Regions from separate parts of the Mus musculus genome. Here regions 2, 3 and 4 are each linked to region 1. Evidence: chromatin contacts called from public promoter capture Hi-C data. All regions are on one chromosome and are shown on one strand. The core of a region is the stretch at or near the end of the contact, and the rest is flanking DNA. Distances in the headings are between cores, read along the strand shown. Region 1 holds the start of 0610009B22Rik (RIKEN cDNA 0610009B22 gene). Region 2 holds the start of P4ha2 (procollagen-proline, 2-oxoglutarate 4-dioxygenase (proline 4-hydroxylase), alpha II polypeptide). Region 3 holds the start of Slc22a5 (solute carrier family 22 (organic cation transporter), member 5). Region 4 holds the start of Irf1 (interferon regulatory factor 1).

Region 1 (4,551 bases), core at 645-3,144:
CACGTTTTATATTGCTCAAGATTTTTGTTGATGTTGTTTTGTTTTTTCAAGATGGTTTCTCTCTGTAGCCCTGGCTATTCTGGAACTTACTCTGTAGGTCAGGTGGCCTTGAACTCAAAATCCAACTGTGTCTGCCTCGAGTGCTGGGATTAAAGGCATGTACCACCACCACCCAGCTCAATGTGTTTTTAATGCATATAATCCACTTATTTCTGAGCATCTCAAACACACTTATTTTTAGAACGTTCTGTAAGATCCTCAAGCTAGGCATAAGTTTAAAGCCAGTCAAGGCTACTCAGGAGACTGTCTCAAAAAGCAAAGCAAAGAGTGATAAGGTTGACACACGACTTTAACTTCTGGCCTCTACACATGTATACAAAGCCAAAAAGTGTTCTAACACATAAATATGCACACACTGACTTAGTTTCCTTAATTGGAAGTCAGGAAAGCAGTCAGCCTCAGTAATGGAAATTTGTGAGCTGCTACACAAAACAAACATGTTCATATTTCTACGGCTCAAATGATAACTGGAGACTTCTTGTAGCAGACACTTTTATTCCCTTCCTCCCTAACTCCCATTCCTATCAAGATGACCAGAGGTTTAGGACAATGACTTTTTTGTGCCTTCAATTTTGAAGGGAGATGAAATGGATGGATAAACATGCTGCTTATGTAGAAGTGGGCAGGTACCTGACCAAAGCAAAGGAGATGTAAGAAATCAGTTTTGTTATTTATCTATCAAAGGTAGGTAGGTAGTCTGCCATTGGCCAATATTCCAAAAATTTTCTTCACTACCGCCAATAAAAGAAAGCTGCTTCACTCAAACAAACAAACAAACAAACAAACATCTTCTCCACCTAGTAAAGTTTTGTTTATAAACCTCATGCATCCTTTCTCCCTCCTGAATTCCCTGCTGCCTGGAATACAGACCTTTAACTCCATTCCTCTAAGCTTATTCTTTCAGAACTAGCCAAGCATGAAGGTCGGACCCCAGCCACTGGGGAAAAGACACCATGATTTTGATCCTGAAACACCTTTTTTACAAATAGAACGTGCCTTGTAGAGCTACTTCGCTTTGTTTATGTTTCTAGCAAACACAAAACGAAAACAGAAATGCCAAACTTTATCTTTAGTCACTCTGTGGCCCCAGAGAGAAGTCAATGATTTTTAGCCAAAGTAGCTTCGAAATGTCTGTTTAAGGGAAGAAGGAATTCAGGACGCCAACGCTAGATAAGTCTCACTATAATAAACACATAAGGAAAACCTGTGAACAATGCAGACATACACTTGAAAGAGCAGAGTCCTTGATGATTAACAGCACCTAACACCAGTGATTTGCGCCCTAAACCACCCTCCCATTACGCATTTCCGCCCACGCATACGGCCAGCACCGTCTGGACACAAGCGCCCGGTGCTGCAACCTCCATTTTGCTTTCTGGCATTCTTGTAGTTAAAAGCTCCGCCTCACTTGGCAGTCTGGTCCACATCTCCCGCCAGGCTTCCGGTCTCTACACCTCCAGGCGAACGTCAGTGACAACATAAGCAAGTACGCGTGCGGTGAAGGCAAGGATTGCTCTAAGAGCCAGAGGAGGCCCGCGGGGACCCCGACGTCCCATGAGGCCTTGACCCAAGATGGCGGACAAAACCCTTAGCGCAGCCTTGCTCAGAGACGCATGTGCGCATGCCCGGTCGACTGAGCTGCCCTGATCCAAGATGGCGGCCGGACCGGGGCTGGGGACGGGCTTAGCGCGTTACTGAGCATGCTCAGTCTTCCGTCACTTGCGTCAGGTCGGCAGCCGGCGCAGGCCGCTCAGTCCTTCCCGGAGAGGCGGGAACATGTACGCATGCGCAGTGAGCAGTCTCGGCTAGTCGGTGGGCGGAGCTACCCCGCGGGGTGGACGTTGAGTGTGTGTGATGGCCGGCTGACCTGCTTTCCTCTTTGAGCTTGTCTGCCCCTGAACTAGAGGGAAGTCGGCTTAGGTGAGGTATTTATAGTTGTCAAAATCCCGCACTCGCCTGTGATCCCAGCGCTCAGGAGCCCGGAGGGATTGCCTCAAGTGCTGTAGGACAGCAAGACCCTGCCCAAAGCAAAAAGTCGGGAGCTAGAGACTGGGAAAGTGGGGGCCGTCCAGGGAGGCTGGGCACATACAGTTCAGTCACTTTCGTGGGTGCGTACTTTGAGTTTTCCTTGGGATTTGTGGCTCAGGGGCAGAGCCCTTGCCTAGCACCTGGAGGTTTGGGATTTGGTCCCCAGCACCAGAAATAAACAGTTAAAGAGGGGCAGTGTAAGATAATCGCAGCACTGGAAAGGGGGAGCTAGGGTAAGGAATTCAAGCCATTTTCTGATACTTGTAGGCCAGTCTGGGCTTCATAAGACCTTTTATTTTATTTTTTAAAAAAGGTTAATAACAAAATAAAATAGCAAAATGTACGGGTTTATTTAATGGACTCTGTCATCGTGTTGTAAATGAATCTGTGGGTAAATAGATGTATCGCCATCTTTAATAGCCCCAAAGCAAGGATGACAGTCCATCCTAGTATCTTTAGTTATCCTTTGGCAGGTTCATCCATGTGTTTTAATGTGGTTTTCAGCCCTTGTCACCCTCTCATCCCACACCCACTGAACCCCCTTTCCCTTCTATTTTCATATCTATACATTTTTTAAAATTATTATTATTGTGGATGTATGTGACACATCATGGGAGTGCCTGCTTGCTATATGGTACATGTGTAAGAGAGGACAACTTTGTGAAGTTGATCATCTCCTCCTCCTCCTCCTGTCTTCTTTCTTCTTGTGACAGAGTCTCTTTCTGTAGCCCTGACTGTCCTGGAACTTGCTTTGCAGAACAAGCTAGCTTTGAACTCACAGATCCTCTAGCCTCTGCCTACTGAGTTCTGGACTGAGCATGCGTGTGTACCCACTGAGTTTAACTTGGGTATTTATGGGTAGGGGTTTATTTATGGAGCATACACAATTTAATGGTGGATACACCAATGAGGAAAAACGAGTCCCCTGAACCAGCAGCCATTATTTACTTGTTTTCAAGAATAGGTGAGATTCTTTAATTCTTCGGAAATTTTTAGTGGAAACTTAGGTCCTCTGAAAGAGCAACCAATGATCTTAACCACCAAGACCTCCACTGAAAGCCTTGATTAAATTCCTAAAGCTATAGTTTTTATTTTATGACGTGTCTCTTAAACGATAGTCCCTTATCCTGGGTTTTTTGGTTTTTGGTTTTTGTTTTTTTTTTTTTTTTTTTTATCACTCTGGAACTAGCTGCTGGTCTATAGAAACCCATTTGTTTCTCTATTGATCTTGTTTCCTGTTGCCTTGCTAAGTCTGCCCTTACATGGTTCCATAGGACATTTTATGTATAAGATTATATCATCTTCAAATAGTTTGGACTTCATAGTCCAAATGCTTTTTATTTCTTTGTTTTGGTTTAGCTTTTGAAACAGTTTTTCTGTGTATCCCTGGCTGTCCTGGAACTAGATCTGTAGACCAGACTGGCCTTGAACGCACAGGAACTTGCCTGCCTCTGCCTCCCTGGTGCTGGGGCTGTCCCCACCCCCCAATGTAGTGATTTTTTTTTTTTAATTCTTCCCATTAACTTTGTTTCCCTGCCTGCTATCTCCAGTAAAGTACTCAATAGAAGTGGTAGAAGGGAGGTATACTTTCTGCATTCCTAAACTTTAGCCAAAGGATGGAGTTGTGATCTTTCCTTGTTTCTGGTTTTAAGAAAAAAGCTTTTAGTTTGTAGGATGTTGTTGTTTTGTTTTTAAAGACAGCATCTCAGACTTTAGCCCAGGCTGGCTGAAACTCACTATGTAGCCCAGGTGGTGGCCGCAAATCCCTGAGAGTCTTCCTGCCCCAGTCTCTCCCAGTGCTGGGATCGGGTGTAAGCTACCACTGCCCTGGTAGTCTTTGACAGTAACTGTAAAAAGTATTTTGGATTTGTTGATGGTGATGTCCTTTTTTTTTTTTTTTTTTCAGTTTAAGAAATTCCCTCTCAAACCCTGTGTGTGTGTGTGTGTGGAGGGGGGATTCCCTCTTTTTGTATTATTTTTTTTCAATCAATGGAAAGATGGTAGGTTTTTGCCAGGTTCATTTTCTGAACCTATCGAAATTATCCAGATGCTAAGCAGCTTTCCCTTTATTTCATAAATAGGACCAAAAAAAAAACCCAAAGATGTGGGAAATATGAATGCAAATTTAGTGTATGGTAGCTCTATCATTTTAAATCAGTGGGGAGGGGTAAAATGTTAATAAATATAGCTAGGTGTGGTGGCTAATGCCTGTAATACCAGCAGTTATGAGACTAAGGTAGAAAGGATTGGGTTTCAAGGCTAACCTGGGCTACAGAGTGAGACCCTGTCTCAAAAATAAGAATTTCATGAACTGACTTGGGGTTCATTTGCTGGTGTCTGACTCTAGGAGCCACATATAGACAGAAGACAATGTCTGGGAGCTTCTACTTCGTAATTGTTGGCCACCATGATAATCCGGTTTTTGAAATGGAATTTTTGCCAGCTGGGAAAGCAGAATCTAAA
Region 2 (4,551 bases), core at 804-3,303, 2.4 Mb before region 1:
TGGGCAAAAAGAGCTCCTCCCCCACCGCCTGTCTTCTCCCTCATTCAAGCCCCAGGCCCAGTCTAGTCAGATATGAAGCACATGCAATTCAAGGAACAACCCACAGTCCATTGTACGCAGTCCAATCTATAGATAAGTAAGTCTCTCTGCAGAGCCTGTGACAATGTGGAGGGACTCCCAAAGGTCACACACAATGCTTCAGTTGAGTTGTCACCATATCTGCCTGCTGAGCTCTGACGGTAATAAGGAGGATCAATATGACAGAATCTTCAGGCTAGGGCCTCCAGCCAACTCACTCCATCAAGCAATGTGGCTTCACTGGCTGGGCCACACAGTGGACAAGCTCGTGTGAGGACAAGAAGGCCCAAGAAGAAAAGAATCCCAAGGTCAAACATTCTGTACATGGAGAGGAGCCGAGAGGCTGGCCTTGAGGCACACACAGAACCATATCGAGAGACTACACCCTGGACACTTCAGAGGCAGTGGAGATACACGCCAGAGGAAAGCCTGGTCAATTTAACAGGGCACTCAACCATGGGCTGACTTGGATGTGATATAAATTCAGAACAAGCAACAACTTGCAAAATCACCCTATAAATTTTGAGCTAGACAATAGACCTCTGCAAAGCTGAGAACGTTTGAGGATGTCAGAAGCTACAAAGTGGTGCACTGGGACCCTGCTCTTAGTTCCAGGAAGCTCTTCCATCAGGAGGGATAAGGTGTCAGTAACGAGATGGCCTGCATTAAGAAGCAAAATCCTTAAAGTGTCATTCTTCAGGGTAAGGATCCACTGTGTGGCCCAGTCAGGGAAGCCACGTCGCAAGGATGGAGTGAGTTGGCTGGAGGCCTTTCCCCAATGATTCTCTTGTACTGAGACTCCTTAGCGCGTTGAGAGCACAGCAGAGTTGCTGTAGGGGGCAATTCAATGATCTCCTTCAGCATAGTAAATGACACATTAGAATACAGATGACAGGAAGACCCACCTGTACTTCCCAGTAAAATCCTGCGACAGAAGTACCCAGACCCATGCTCACCTTGCAAGGGCTCAGTGGACTTTCCTCATGCAGATCTCTCACTGCTTGTGGGTGGGGCCCTTGGACAGCTATTCCCTAAAGCGGCCCTTTTCCGTTACCTTGATTCCACTACTGTACCACAGACGTGATACTGGCCCAAGCTTGCGGCCACTCAGGGTGATTCCTCAGTCCAGGTTCCTAAGTGACCAATCCAGTTTACCGGAGCCTCCCACCCCAGCCCATGTCTCCTGCCCGGAAGCATCCAGACATCTACCAAGTCCACACAGCCCAAACTCCACACTAACTCAGTACTTACCTTGCTGATGCTCTGGACCTGAACTTTCTGAGTCTTCCCTTCTGCCTGCCTCAGTCCTTGAAAGTCTCCAGGCACAGAGAATGCTCTATTTGTTGAATCAGTCAGCCAATCGCCACCGGTCTCTGAAACTGCTCAGGGAAAACATCAGAGGTTCGACAAGGATGTCTTCTGACAGATAGGAGGAGAGTTTCTGATTTAAGAGCCCATAAAACTGGCAGCGACCAAGCTGGTCCTTGCCAGGGTTGGGAGCCAGGGGTCTTCCTCATCCTAAGCAGCGCCGCCTTCGGGGCCAGGCGGGCGCCTCCGCCTTAGATCGGGGGGCGACCCCGGGGTCAGGTCGCCCCTTCCCGGGAGCCCGCCAAGTGTCCTGTCCGGCCCGGCCTAACAGTACCGGCAGGAAGGGCACCGCTGACCTCACCGCCCTAACCCTGGGAAGGGACGCGGGCGGGACAGGAACCCAGGCGGGTGCAGAATCAGGGCGCCGGACGCGGGGCACGGGGCTGAGGGACCCCGGATCCAGCTCCCGGCTCCGCGCAGAGCAGAACGCACCGCCCGGCCACCGGGACCCGAGCCCAGCCCGGCGACGACCCTGCGGACCCGCGCTCACCTGAACACGCGCAGAAGCCGGCGTTTCCAGAACCTCCCGCGGCGTCGCCCCGGCGCTCTCGGCTCCGCCCTCGTCACAGTCTCCGCCCGCTTGAGCCTCCGCCACGTCCCCACCTCCCGCCCCCCGGGCCCGCCCGGGCCTGGCTCCGAGCCACTGGAGCCTTCGGGAAGGCCCGAGCCGCCACGCGCTGCACGTATGCGATGCACACCTCCTTGCGCCGCGTGGGACCGGCACCAGGGGCGGCGCCCCCATCCCAGCCTGCTCCAGCCCTCTGTGGTCCCACCACCCCCACATCCATTACCACCGGCAAATTGCAGGAGGCTGGCGTCACTAAGATCGGGAATTGAGTATCCTGGGAGGGGAGTGGAGGGAGGGAAAAGACAAGGGTCTGAGATGTCAGCGCACCTCATCTCTCCAGATGACCCATCTCCAAAGCCTAACTGCTTCTCTGAGGGGCTCAGGCTAGCCAGGCTTCGGCTCTTCTGTAAATGTGAGAAGTTGGCGTAGCCTGGAGCATCTCATCCTAGGGCCAACCTATGGCTTATAACACAGGCCAATGAGATTGGACACCTCAACCAGCTCTGTCTGAGACACACACAGTCAAGAAGACAGGGAAGCAACCGACCTCGATCTGAACTGAAGGATGCTCTGGCAGCTGAGCAGGTTCCCACGCCTGCCCTGTAAGCTTGCTTCTCCATGAATGAGGGGAAGCAGTCTGAGAATCTCATCAGGGAGCAGAGCCCAGAACGGAGATGCCCGGCCTGTGGGACTGTGCCTGGAGTTTGGTGTGGATTTCCCTATAATGGCATGGACCAGGCAGACGGCCCAGACTAGGAAAGACAGACACACAGAAACAACTCAGAAAATACTACCTGGCCACTTGTCCGTGTCTGTGGCAGCTACCAGCCAAGAGCCCAGTTGAAACCATGCACAAACCTTTCTGCATCTGCTATGCCACAGAAAGTACAGTTTGCCCAGATCCTCAGATCCTCCCCATGCCCGCCCACTTCTCTGTCCGGAGTGGTCCTCCTCCTCCTCCTCCTCCTCCTCCTCCTCCTCCTCCTCCTCCTCCTCCTCCTCCTCCCCCTCTCCACAGGATCTTTCCCATTGGCCTATAAATACCTTCAATCCATGGCTATGGAAACATAACCCTCACCCCACTCTACCACCCACTGTGCATCTCTCCTTGGCCAACCAAGCAAGCAAAGTCCATCTTCTTGGCCTATCTCTCAGACCTTCTAGCTCCACAACAGCCCCCAACAGTTACTGTATTATGTTTATTGCTTTACCGTTGTTAAATCACCCTTACATGGTGTATGCTCTTTTTTATTTTTTTTTAAATTATCTTTAATCTTTTTTTTTTTTACAGTCCAGTTGTTATCCCCCATCCATTCTCACCGCCAACAGTTCCTCATCCCATTTCTTGTCCCCTGTCTCCAAGAGGATGTCCCCACACCCCCACACAACCCCACACTCCACCAGGCCTCCCATTCCCTGGGGCCTCAAGTCTCCTCAAGAGTTAGGTGTGTCTACTAAGGCCAGACCAGGCTCTGCTGAATATGTGTCAGGGGCCTCAGACCCGCTAGTCTGTGCTGACTGGATAGTGCCTGTGAGATCTCAGGAGACCAGGTTTGTTGAGACTGCTGGTCTTCCTATGGGGTTGCCCTCCTCCTCAACTTCTTCCAGCCTTTCCCTAATTAAACCACAGGGGTCCCAAACTTCAGACCATTGGTTGGGTGTATCTGCTTCTTAGTCAGCTGTTTGTTGGGCCTCTCAGAGGATAGCCATGCTAGGCTCCTGTCTATAAGTACAACATAGCATCAGTAATAGTGTCAGCCTCCCCTTGAGATCTGTCCCAATTTGGACCTGTTACTAGCCAGCCTTTCCCTCAGTCTTTTCTCCAGTTTTGTCCCTGCAGTTCTTTTAGACAGGAATAATTCTGGGTCAGAGCTTTTGACCATGGGATGGTGTATTAGTCAGGGTTCTCTAGAGTCACAGAACTTATGGATAGTCTCTAGATAGTAAAGGAATTTATTGATGACTTACAGTCGGCAGCCCAATTCCCAACAATGGTTCAGTCGCAGCTGTGAATGGAAGTCCAAGGATCTAGCAGTTACTCAGTCTCACGCAGCAAGCAGGCGAAGGAGCAAGAGCAAGAGCTAGACTCCCTTCTTCCAATGTCCTTATATTGTCTCCAGCAGAAGGTGGAGCCCAGATTAAAGGTGTGTTCCACCACACCTTTAATCCCAGATGAAAGGCGTAGCCCAGATTAAAGGTGTGTTCCTTAAACTCGGAGATTCAATCTTCTGGAATCCATAGCCACTATGGCTCAAGATCTCCATACCAAGATCCAGATAAGGATCTCCAAGCCTCCAGATAAGGGTCACTGGTGAGCCTTCCAATTCCGGATTGTAGTTCATTCCAAATATTGTCAAGTTGACAACCAGGAATAGCCACTACAGATGGCAAACCCATCCCTCCACTTAATGCTTTGTTTTTCTACTGGAGGTGGACTCTACAAGTTCCCTCTCCCCACTGTCTGGCATTTTATCTAAGGTCCCTTCCTTTAAGTCCTGAGAGTCTCTCACTTCCCAGGTCTCTGGTACATTCTAGAA
Region 3 (4,551 bases), core at 529-3,028, 2.2 Mb before region 1:
GTGACAATTATTGTTGTCAACTTGACAGGGTCTAGAATCACCTAAGAGAGAAACCTCTAGGTGTCTGTGAGGAAGCTTCTAGATCTCGTTAGCTGGAGTGGGAAGAGTGACCCTCAGAGTGGCAGCATCTGTTCCATGGCCTTTGGTTCAGGACTAAGTAAGAGGAGAGAAAGCAAGCTGAGCGCCAGCATTTCTCTCTCCTGGCTTCCTGAATGAGGCGACTGTGACAAGCAGACTCCTGCCACCCAGCCTTCCGGGAGTGACTGACTCCACCCTCTGACTACTGAGCCGAACAAACCCTTTCCGCTTAAGTTGCTTTGTCTCTGTAACCAGAAAAGTTACTAACAGCTACTAAAGCAATTGTAGTTACAATGTTTGCCTGTTCCACCGCAATGCTGAGGAGCACGGTTGGTCAGTTGAGGTCAAAGCTACTGAGCAAGCCAGGGCAATATAGCAAAACTCATCTCAAAAAAATAAATATAGATAAAATTATAAGGGTAACTTCTTATTTTATTAGACAGTGTTGCTTCAGAATCATACAGTTGCTGGTCGGTTTTTTGTTTTTTGTTTTGTTTTTGGGTGTTGTTGGTTTTTAGAATATATTACTAGGACAAAATAATGGGTTTCATGGTAAAGTTTGTTGTTGTTGTTTATTTGAGAACCTGGAACTGGCTATAAAGACCAGACTTGATTAAGGTCCTTTGCCACAAACTCTGGTAAGTTTTTGTTTTGGTTTTTTAACAAGTTGGCTCCTGCATTAATTGTAAAAATTACAAATCTGAGAGATTAATCCTACACTAAGATCCTTAATCTTGAAGTCAAAATTTTACTATTTCTTAAATCAAAAGACAACAAAATAATTTAAGAACATAATAGTCTGGGAATTAAAATTCATTGCCACCTTTCTCATCACCAGTCTCAAAATCCACCCCTTTTTAATATATGTATATATTATATGTAAATATATATAACTATTATTTTATTTTATGTGTATGAGTGTTTTGCCTGCAAGTCTGTTTTGTCTAATGTGCCGAGTGCATGCCTACTGGGCCTGTGAGCTGCCCTATGCCTTTTAGGAAGCAAGCCAAGGTCCTCTGGAGGAGCAATCTGGACTCTTAAAGAGAGTCCTAGCTGAGCTATCTCCGCAGCCACAAAAGATGGCAGTCTTTCCAGGAAAAACTGCAACAAAGGCTGTCGTTGTCAATGAGACTCTCCGAGGTTCACAATATCTCTCAACCACAACAAAAATTTGAGAAGGTGGGCTGTTTACTGCTTAAATTCTAAGCCTCTTTCCATTGAACACCCAGAATGGTCTTCCCAGGATGGCCTTGGACACAAACTTTTCAAAGTCACCCTTTCCCTCAAGAGAAGGGCACCCTGGGAACCTGCTCCAGGAAGTGTCCTGAAAAGACCCAATTCCGCCCCCTAGAGCGGACCTGTTAGGGGCGTGGCTCACAGACGCCCCGCCTCAGTCTTCCAGTCTGGGCGGAACTAGAAGTGTTCACCCAACCCGGGCCCCGTAGAGACTATGGAGGCGTGGTCGAATGAAGCCACACCCCTCCCTCGCTGACAGTTCTGAAGCCCGGTTCAGCCCCGCCTTCTGTACCGCCCAGCTAGTTCTGAGTCCTAGCTCGGCTCCGCCTCAGGCGCACGCGCGGCCGATGGCCGGCGCCCACTGTGCGTCACTCAGGCCCCTGCCCCGCCCCCGCCGTGCCGCGCCGCGCCGCGCCTCAGAGCCGGGACGGCGGGGCGGGCCTTGCGGCCCAGGCCCATGCCCAGAGCCCGCCCCGCCCTCAGGCCCTATGTAAAGTTGGCGGTGGCCGAGTCGGAGGCGTCGGTGGGAACTCACGAGCCTTGCACGCAGAGGCTCTCAGCGCCCCGTCTCCCGCGCCACGGTGTCCCCTTATTCCCATACGGGCGCTGTGGGAGGCTGAGGACGGCATGCGGGACTACGACGAGGTGACCGCCTTCCTAGGCGAGTGGGGGCCCTTCCAGCGCCTCATCTTCTTCCTGCTCAGCGCCAGCATCATCCCCAATGGCTTCAATGGTATGTCCATCGTGTTCCTGGCGGGGACCCCGGAGCACCGTTGCCTTGTGCCTCACACCGTGAACCTGAGCAGCGCGTGGCGCAACCACAGTATCCCGTTGGAGACGAAGGACGGACGACAGGTGCCTCAGAAATGCCGCCGCTACCGACTGGCCACCATCGCCAACTTCTCTGAGCTAGGGCTGGAGCCGGGGCGGGACGTGGACCTGGAGCAGCTGGAGCAGGAGAGCTGCCTGGATGGCTGGGAGTACGACAAGGACGTCTTCCTGTCCACCATCGTGACAGAGGTAGGTGACAGCCCCCCTATCAGGGTCTGGTGACATCGCGGCGACGGTTGTAGCCCTTCGTCCAACGCACAGGCTGATGAGCATCCTCCAGTCAGGTGGCCCAGGAACATTTTATGAGATGACTTCTAGCCATAGTACGCCCCTCAGGGGACAAGTGTCTGGCAGACCATCCGTCCATAGGGTCCCATTGAAGATAGAGTCCAGAAGGTTCTGCCCCTTAGGAGATGCCCTGAGACCCTGAGGGGTGGGACTTTCTCGAGGTAGTGATGTGATTCAGAGGGGCCGGATTCAGACTTGCTCCAGAGAAGAGGCCACAGTTTTAGCCTCTGTTCAGAAAGGAAAGACTCTTTGCAGAACTTTTTAAAGTTAAAGAAACGTGTGTTCCAAACTCTCTACCTTTTCTGGAGTTATTCTTTCTTCCCTCACCTGTCCTCATCCCAAAATGAAGGCTTGCCATGCCCCAGGAGAAACTGTTTTCCATTTGCCCGCGATGGATTGTTACTTCTTAAGGACCCATGTGTCTGCAGATCTATCCAGGGTGACTTGTTGGTATGGAGTCTTTTCCACAGTATTCTGGGACAAGATCACTGGAGAGGTTCGGTAAGGCATGTAAGGTTACTCTGAAAAGCGATGGAAACCTAATTCCTCATCCCCTTGCACTTTATTCTTGGGTGACTTTGACATTTCTCAGTCACTCTGCTGGGGGTGTGGCAGGCCATTTAATGGTGCATGTGGATGTGTTTGGGGACTTGGGCACCAACTGTAGTTTCCTGGAGGCTCAGCAGTATTGAATATGCAGAATATGAGAAGAATCTTCTGTGATACTATTGAGCAACTGGTTCATTGAGTATCAGGGATTGGGATTGGCCAGTTGGAGATAGTTTCTTGGTGAGTTTAGTTAGCCCTTAGGTCTAGATCCAACATCAAGAAATGGTTTCAGGAGCAGTAGGGAGAAGCTAGGAGTACCTGTTTGGCATTTAAGACTCTTGGAGGTATAGACTGAGCTTCCCTCCTTACAGGGGCTCTCAGGTATATATCATTCTTCAAGAGTAGAGTCAGAGAGTATCCCCACAAGAGTCACTGTCTGTTTCCTTTGGGAGTTTGTGGTTAGATGTGTTCAAACCTGTGCTTACCTACTACATAAGTAGTAAGAATGAAATCTGAGCTCCATTGGGGATTTTTAACTTAAGTGACATCGTGCCAGGATCAGGTATCACTACCTAACAAAAAAGGGCCTGGTCAGTGATGGAGCACACTCCTTTAGTCTGAGCACTCAGGAGGCAGAGGCAGGAAGAACTCTAGGAGTTGGAGGCCAGCCTGGTCTACAGAGTTGAGTTCTAGGACAGCCTGGGCTACATAGGGAAGTTCTCTATTTTGAAAAACAAAACAACAACAAAAAATGTATTTACTGAGATAGTAAAGTGCTTTTGACCCCTGAGTCCACAGAGAAGGGATTGTCAATTGTTCTACATCTTAAGCTCCAAACTCATAAGTGCTTGGAAGCAAGTGATGGCAGAGGCTGTTGGGGTTGACACATCAATTCCTGAAATCTGCTTTGGCTGCCCAAAAAAGGGGCAGTTGAAATCTGAAGCAGCTTCCTGTCGTGTCTTTAATTTTTACCCTGACCTTGAGAGTGCTGGGCTTTCTCTAGTCATTTGCCCCTACTTCACTGTCGTCTTGCTCGCTGCTGAGGGTGAAAGCAGTACTATTCAGCTCCCCAGAGGCTGGCTGATCAGCAAAAGTCCAGATTCTTTTTGACCTACTGCATAACTAATGTCAGTGTTTATTTATTTTTTTTCAATGGATCTGGATGCTATTGAGCTATCTTAGCAGTTTCGTAAGAGTTATATGCCCTTTCACCTACTTACAGGTCAGCAGTTTTTGCAGGAGGCAAGTTTAATACTTTACTTGGCTCTTTTCTTTGGAAATACTGGAATGCCTGTCTTGAAGTTCAAGGCTTTTCCACTCAGATGAACAGACATTGTTGAAAGCTGCTGCATTAACACTCTGATGACTTTTTCCAAGATCTGTTTTCTTTCAACCCAGACCTGGTCTGCTGACAACTGCAGCTAGTCAGCTCCCTGCCTTCTAAATAAATGTCTCTAAACTTGCCCTCTGCCCCAAATCAAGGATAGAGGTCTTTTAAGTACACTGTTAATTGATTCCTCTTGTCTTTCTTTCTTTTCTTCTTTTGATAGAAGGCTGACTTTTTTCTCT
Region 4 (4,551 bases), core at 1,503-4,002, 2.1 Mb before region 1:
AGGCTGACTTCCCCTTTTTACCCCGACATCTGGCCTGGATTGACCCGTCTTGGCTGCCTGTAACAGGGCACTCTGCATCTTTTAGGAAGGGCAGTAGGGGGCTTAGGTTCTGATGAGCCACAGCACCAGAAGCTCAAAGACACCCCTGCCCCACACTGTGGATGTGCTGAGAACCTAAGCAGCACCCCCTTCTCAGCCCTGGCCTGGCAGGCCTTGGATGCTTCTCTCTGGCTACCGAGCATTGGAACATGGGACCTTCTTGCTTTAGAGTCTCCTCAGGACGCCTGGCACAGTGACTCCTACATAGATAGGCTCCTGCTCATACTCCCAAGGGATCCCTGAACCAGACCTGGGTGAGGGCTGCCTATGTAATATTGCCCTACTCTTCTCCCCTTAGGTAAGACATAAAGAGAAAAGGTTTGTGTATGTGTGGGGGTGGGTGGGTGGGGGACTGTTTGTTTTTAATAAAAAGTATGTATGGGAACAACAGCCACCATGAGTTAAGTTTTTTTTTAGTTCTGTTTTTTAAATTTTTATGCGTGTATTGTGAGTGTGTGTGTGAGAGAGAGAGAGAGAGAGAGAGAAAGAGAGAGAGAGAGAGGAGAGAGAGATACAAGCCAGGGCACTTATGTACAGGTCAGAGGCCAACCTCCTACCATGAGAGGACTCTAGGGATCAAAGTTAGGCCTTCAGGCTCACTGGAAGGTGGTGCCTTTACCTGCTGAGCAAGCTCACCAGCCCCAAGATCCAGGAGGCTCTTACCACCACCACTCTTGTTACTGCTGGTTAACTGTATACTATTTCAATCAAGTTGGTTCAAGTTGGTCTTGGGTTTCACACTTTTTACATGACTTTGTAATCTACCTTAAAGTGCCTCAGTTTCCTTACGCGAGACCCATCTCACAGGATTACTATGCCGGTTAAAATGCACAATTTGGTAACATATCAAAAAAGGTGCCAAGCACATATTAATTATCACCAATGCTACTGCTGCTGCTATACTGCCATGCATGCCAGCTGTGGCTTCTTGGGTCTCCTACGTAACTAGTCCCGTTCCTAACCACTATCGACTGCTTTTCTGTCTGTCTTGTCTATCCAACTGGAGCCATGTAAGACTTATGTATACAGTGTTTCTCTTGGAAGAGAGAGGAACCCAGGCTCTGCAGAAGCTGAGAAGTTTTGGTGCTGAGGACTGTACCACTAGGAGGGTGAGCTGGCCACAGCTTCAGGAAGGAAGAAGCAGGAGGCAGAAGTCAGACCTTGCACGTTCTGGCATGCAGCACCCACTGGGAAATACATTTTCCTGCTCTCTTAACGTTCACTCATGAAATTTGGCGCCCCAAGAGAACATGCATTAAACAGTGGCAGGAATACGCAGGATAACACTCACTTTATTGATCCAGATCAGCCCTGGGATTTGGTTGGAATTAATCTGCATCTCTAGCCAGGGTCTCATCCGCATTCGAGTGATTGGCATGGTGGCTGGAGGGAAAAGACAGAGGCCTGTGTTTGGAGTCTGTTAAACAACCCTGGGCACTGCCCTGCTCCACCCAAGGCCGCTCGCTCAATTACCTTCTCCTGTCCTCACACCCAGGTCATTACCCTCCCCCACTCTCCTGCCATCAGCCAGGTACCCAGGTCATAGATTAGGGACCCTGAAGTAGAATGAAACTCTCCAGCATCATGGGCAAAGCCACCTGCCCATTCTTTTCAGTCTCTCCCAGTCAGTCTCAGGAATAAACAACCAAGCAAGTCTGGATGGATGGATGGTTGCAGGATATATGTGCAAAAAAAAAAAAAAAGCCAAAAGACAGACATCTCAATGACAGAACTTTTCTCTCAAAATTCAATCTTTGGAAGAAGGAAGGGACTACTTTTGCTTGTCACCCCCAGCCCTGCACCTTCCAGGCTGTGCAAGCAAGCAAGTCAACCTCCATCTCGGGCACTTCTACCCACCCACTCCAATCCAGTCTATGTCCCCTCTTGACAGCCAGTGCCCACAACATACAGGCTGGGGCGCAACCCCTTCCGGCCTGGTTTCCCCTGCTGTTAAGAGAAGTGGCGCAAGCAACACCTGTGGCACCTCCTCCCGAAAGCCCAGTAGTTCACGACCCGGTCCAGCCAGTCAAGGCAGCGAGCCAACCTCTGCACCGAACACTGCGCGTCCGAAAGCAAGAGCTGGGAGCCAAGCTGCGACCGCCAAAAGTGCGCGCAGGCGGACATCCGAGTCCCCCGGCGCTGCTCGCGGGTGCGCGCGACGGCCACTCTGGGCTACCAAGAGGCCCCGCAGCGGCTCCGCGCACGCAGACCGCCGAGCGCGGCCAGAGGGCGGTGCACGCCGCGGCCCGCCTCCCGCCCGCTTGCAGCGCCCTCCCGAGCCAGCGCGCCACCGCGACCCAGGGTGTCTCTGGCCCCCACTTCCTGGTGTCCCGTGCGCCTTTTGTTCCACGGCACCCGTCGGTGCCCGCGCAGCTCCGGCGAGCTCACCTTTGCTGCAGGAGCGATTCGCAGAGGGTGCCGGAGAGCGAGGCACGGAGTTGCGGTGTAGGTACGCGATGCGCGCACGAAGCGAAAGATGCCCGAGATGCTGGGGTCCCTCTGGCCACCTCGGCTGACCTCGGCGCAACTCGGCCCGGTTCGGTTCGGTTCGGTTCGGTTCGGTTCGGCTTAGACTGTGAAAGCACGTCCTACCTCGACGAAGGAGTGGTGCGCACTGGCGAGTCCGCGGCGCCGCGAAGAAATCTAAACACTTAGCGGGATTCCCCGGCCCGGACTCGGCCACGCCCCCGCCGCGCCGCTCCTGCGCGCCCATTGGCCCACTCGGCCTCATCATTTCGGGGAAATCAGGCTGTTGTAGAGCTAAGCGGCGAAGGGGAAGTACAAGGCAGCTGTGCTCCCCACCCCCTCGGGCCCGCGCCACCGCCCCGGGGCTACCGCGGGCCCGCCCCTTGCTCCACTCCACTCCCCTGCCCCCTTGCCTGTCTTGGAAAGCCGAGACCGTCCCCCTCTTTCTGCAGACTCCCAGCCTGCTGGCTCCTATGATGGTCTTCCCCTTCTCCACGGGAGACACCTAACTCCCTATGTCTCTAGAACACCTGATTCCCTCTCCAGAAGGGTCCCCGGGACTAAATCACCCTCAAAATCAGTCTGGTAATGAAGTGTCAAGAAGGGAGAGATTATGTCCCTGTACCGCCTTACTTGCCACTTGGCTGCTCTGGGAAATTGAGGCAGAAGGCCTAACTTGGAAATACGGGGCAGTAGGAACTCCCAGCCTGGACTCTGCAGGGCCAGCCGTTGAAGGACTCAAGGACTCCGTAACCATAAAATGTCAATAGCTCACTTGCTAGTCTGAAGTGATGGGGGAACACCTTGTCCTTATGGGGAGAGATGATGTGTTTGCTTACATGGGCACAAGATGCGGGTGTGCTTTCCTGTGCCACACGAGGTTCTAGCTAGCGGTGACCAAGGCGACCCTTATTCCTTGGGACTACCTAACACCAAAGAAGTGGATAAAATTCCGAAGTGGCCGTGGTTCCTTCTATGACACCTACTTCAGCTCTCCATCCTCGACGTAGCCCTAGGGAGAGAGTTCCTCTCTGATAGTCTTGAAGTCATTTCTGAGTCCCCAAAGCCTGGCTCTGGAGAAGTTCTGGGCAGCATAGGGAAATTGTGGCTAAGGGGGGACCCAGGTCCCAAGGGGATGGCAAGGGCAGCGGGTTAACTGGTGTTCACGAGTAAACCTTGCCAGTTTGTTCTTTCTCTTAGCGGCTGGGCTAGTGTATACATGTTCCATCTCCGAACTCTGGCCCCTCAGGCTTCTTCATTCGCTTCCTCGCAGCTTCTGACTCACAAGTACATCAGTCCTCTACCGTGTCATTCTCTTGTGTCACCTTCCTCACCCTAGCTGTCCGTCTAGGACAGCACCCAGTTTGAATGTTGCAAGCTGTAATACACACATCAATGGACGATTGTACCTGTAACGTCACTGCCTCATAGACGAGCTAGGAGATTCAAGGTGGCAGGAGGATTTGGAAGGAGGAATTGAGACTCTAGAATAAATACGGAGGTATTTGAAGTCGCAAATTAAGAGAATCACTAGAGACCAGGGCCTTCTGATCACATGACTCTGAATCTGACACCTGCTCTCTGTGCAACAGATGTATACTTGCTCTGTGGAGACACTCTGACCAGCCAATGGAAAATTCAAAATGAGATTAGGGAGAGAAACTTTGTAACTCTTGAAGCCCACAGAGACCCTACTGAAAGCAACCAGAGACTACAAATTACATCAAAATAACTGTGTGGGTATACATAATGAAAGTCAGCCTGTGTCCTGGAATGTCCATATGCAGCCTTGTTAGTGATGGGTACCTGTTTTCTGTCATAAGGATAAATAAAAATTTACCCGATAGATAAATACCCTGTTGTAGGACATTTAGGTTATTTCCACCTTTTCCCAATAGAGACAACACTGTGAGCAAAGTCTCTACACACACACTAACAGTCTTCTGCTTAGGAGATGTCCCTGTCCCACCCTCACTGCTACGATTT

Evidence for each region. Promoter capture Hi-C pulls out the DNA fragments that hold promoters and counts their contacts.
Region 2: a contact with region 1 is called in a promoter capture Hi-C map of hippocampal neurons, with 2.5 times the contacts expected there. The contact joins the promoter of P4ha2 here to the promoter of 0610009B22Rik in region 1. A contact is called at or near these places in 2 of 39 promoter capture datasets (hippocampal neurons and liver).
Region 3: a promoter capture Hi-C map of liver shows a contact between it and region 1, with 4 times the contacts expected there. The contact joins the promoter of Slc22a5 here to the promoter of 0610009B22Rik in region 1. A contact is called at or near these places in 3 of 39 promoter capture datasets (liver and pre-B cells) and 1 of 115 datasets of contacts at active chromatin or transcription factors (astrocytes).
Region 4: a promoter capture Hi-C map of liver shows a contact between it and region 1, with 2.9 times the contacts expected there. The contact joins the promoter of Irf1 here to the promoter of 0610009B22Rik in region 1.

Annotation. Positions count from the first base shown.
Region 1 is chr11:51,685,977-51,690,527 of GRCm38.p6, reverse strand. It overlaps 0610009B22Rik (RIKEN cDNA 0610009B22 gene), which reads left to right and starts at 1,894. Exons shown (of 2, transcript NM_025319.2): 1 at 1,894-1,980; 2 at 4,436-4,551. The coding sequence starts at 4,459.
Region 2 is chr11:54,098,426-54,102,976 of GRCm38.p6, reverse strand. It overlaps P4ha2 (procollagen-proline, 2-oxoglutarate 4-dioxygenase (proline 4-hydroxylase), alpha II polypeptide), which reads right to left and starts at 2,053. Exons shown (of 16, transcript NM_001136076.2): 1 at 1,937-2,053; 2 at 1,330-1,457.
Region 3 is chr11:53,888,930-53,893,480 of GRCm38.p6, reverse strand. Slc22a5 (solute carrier family 22 (organic cation transporter), member 5) reads left to right here and starts at 1,778. Exons shown (of 10, transcript NM_011396.3): 1 at 1,778-2,334. The coding sequence starts at 1,942.
Region 4 is chr11:53,768,215-53,772,765 of GRCm38.p6, reverse strand. Irf1 (interferon regulatory factor 1) reads right to left here and starts at 2,752. Exons shown (of 10, transcript NM_008390.2): 1 at 2,488-2,752; 2 at 1,391-1,482. The coding sequence starts at 1,477.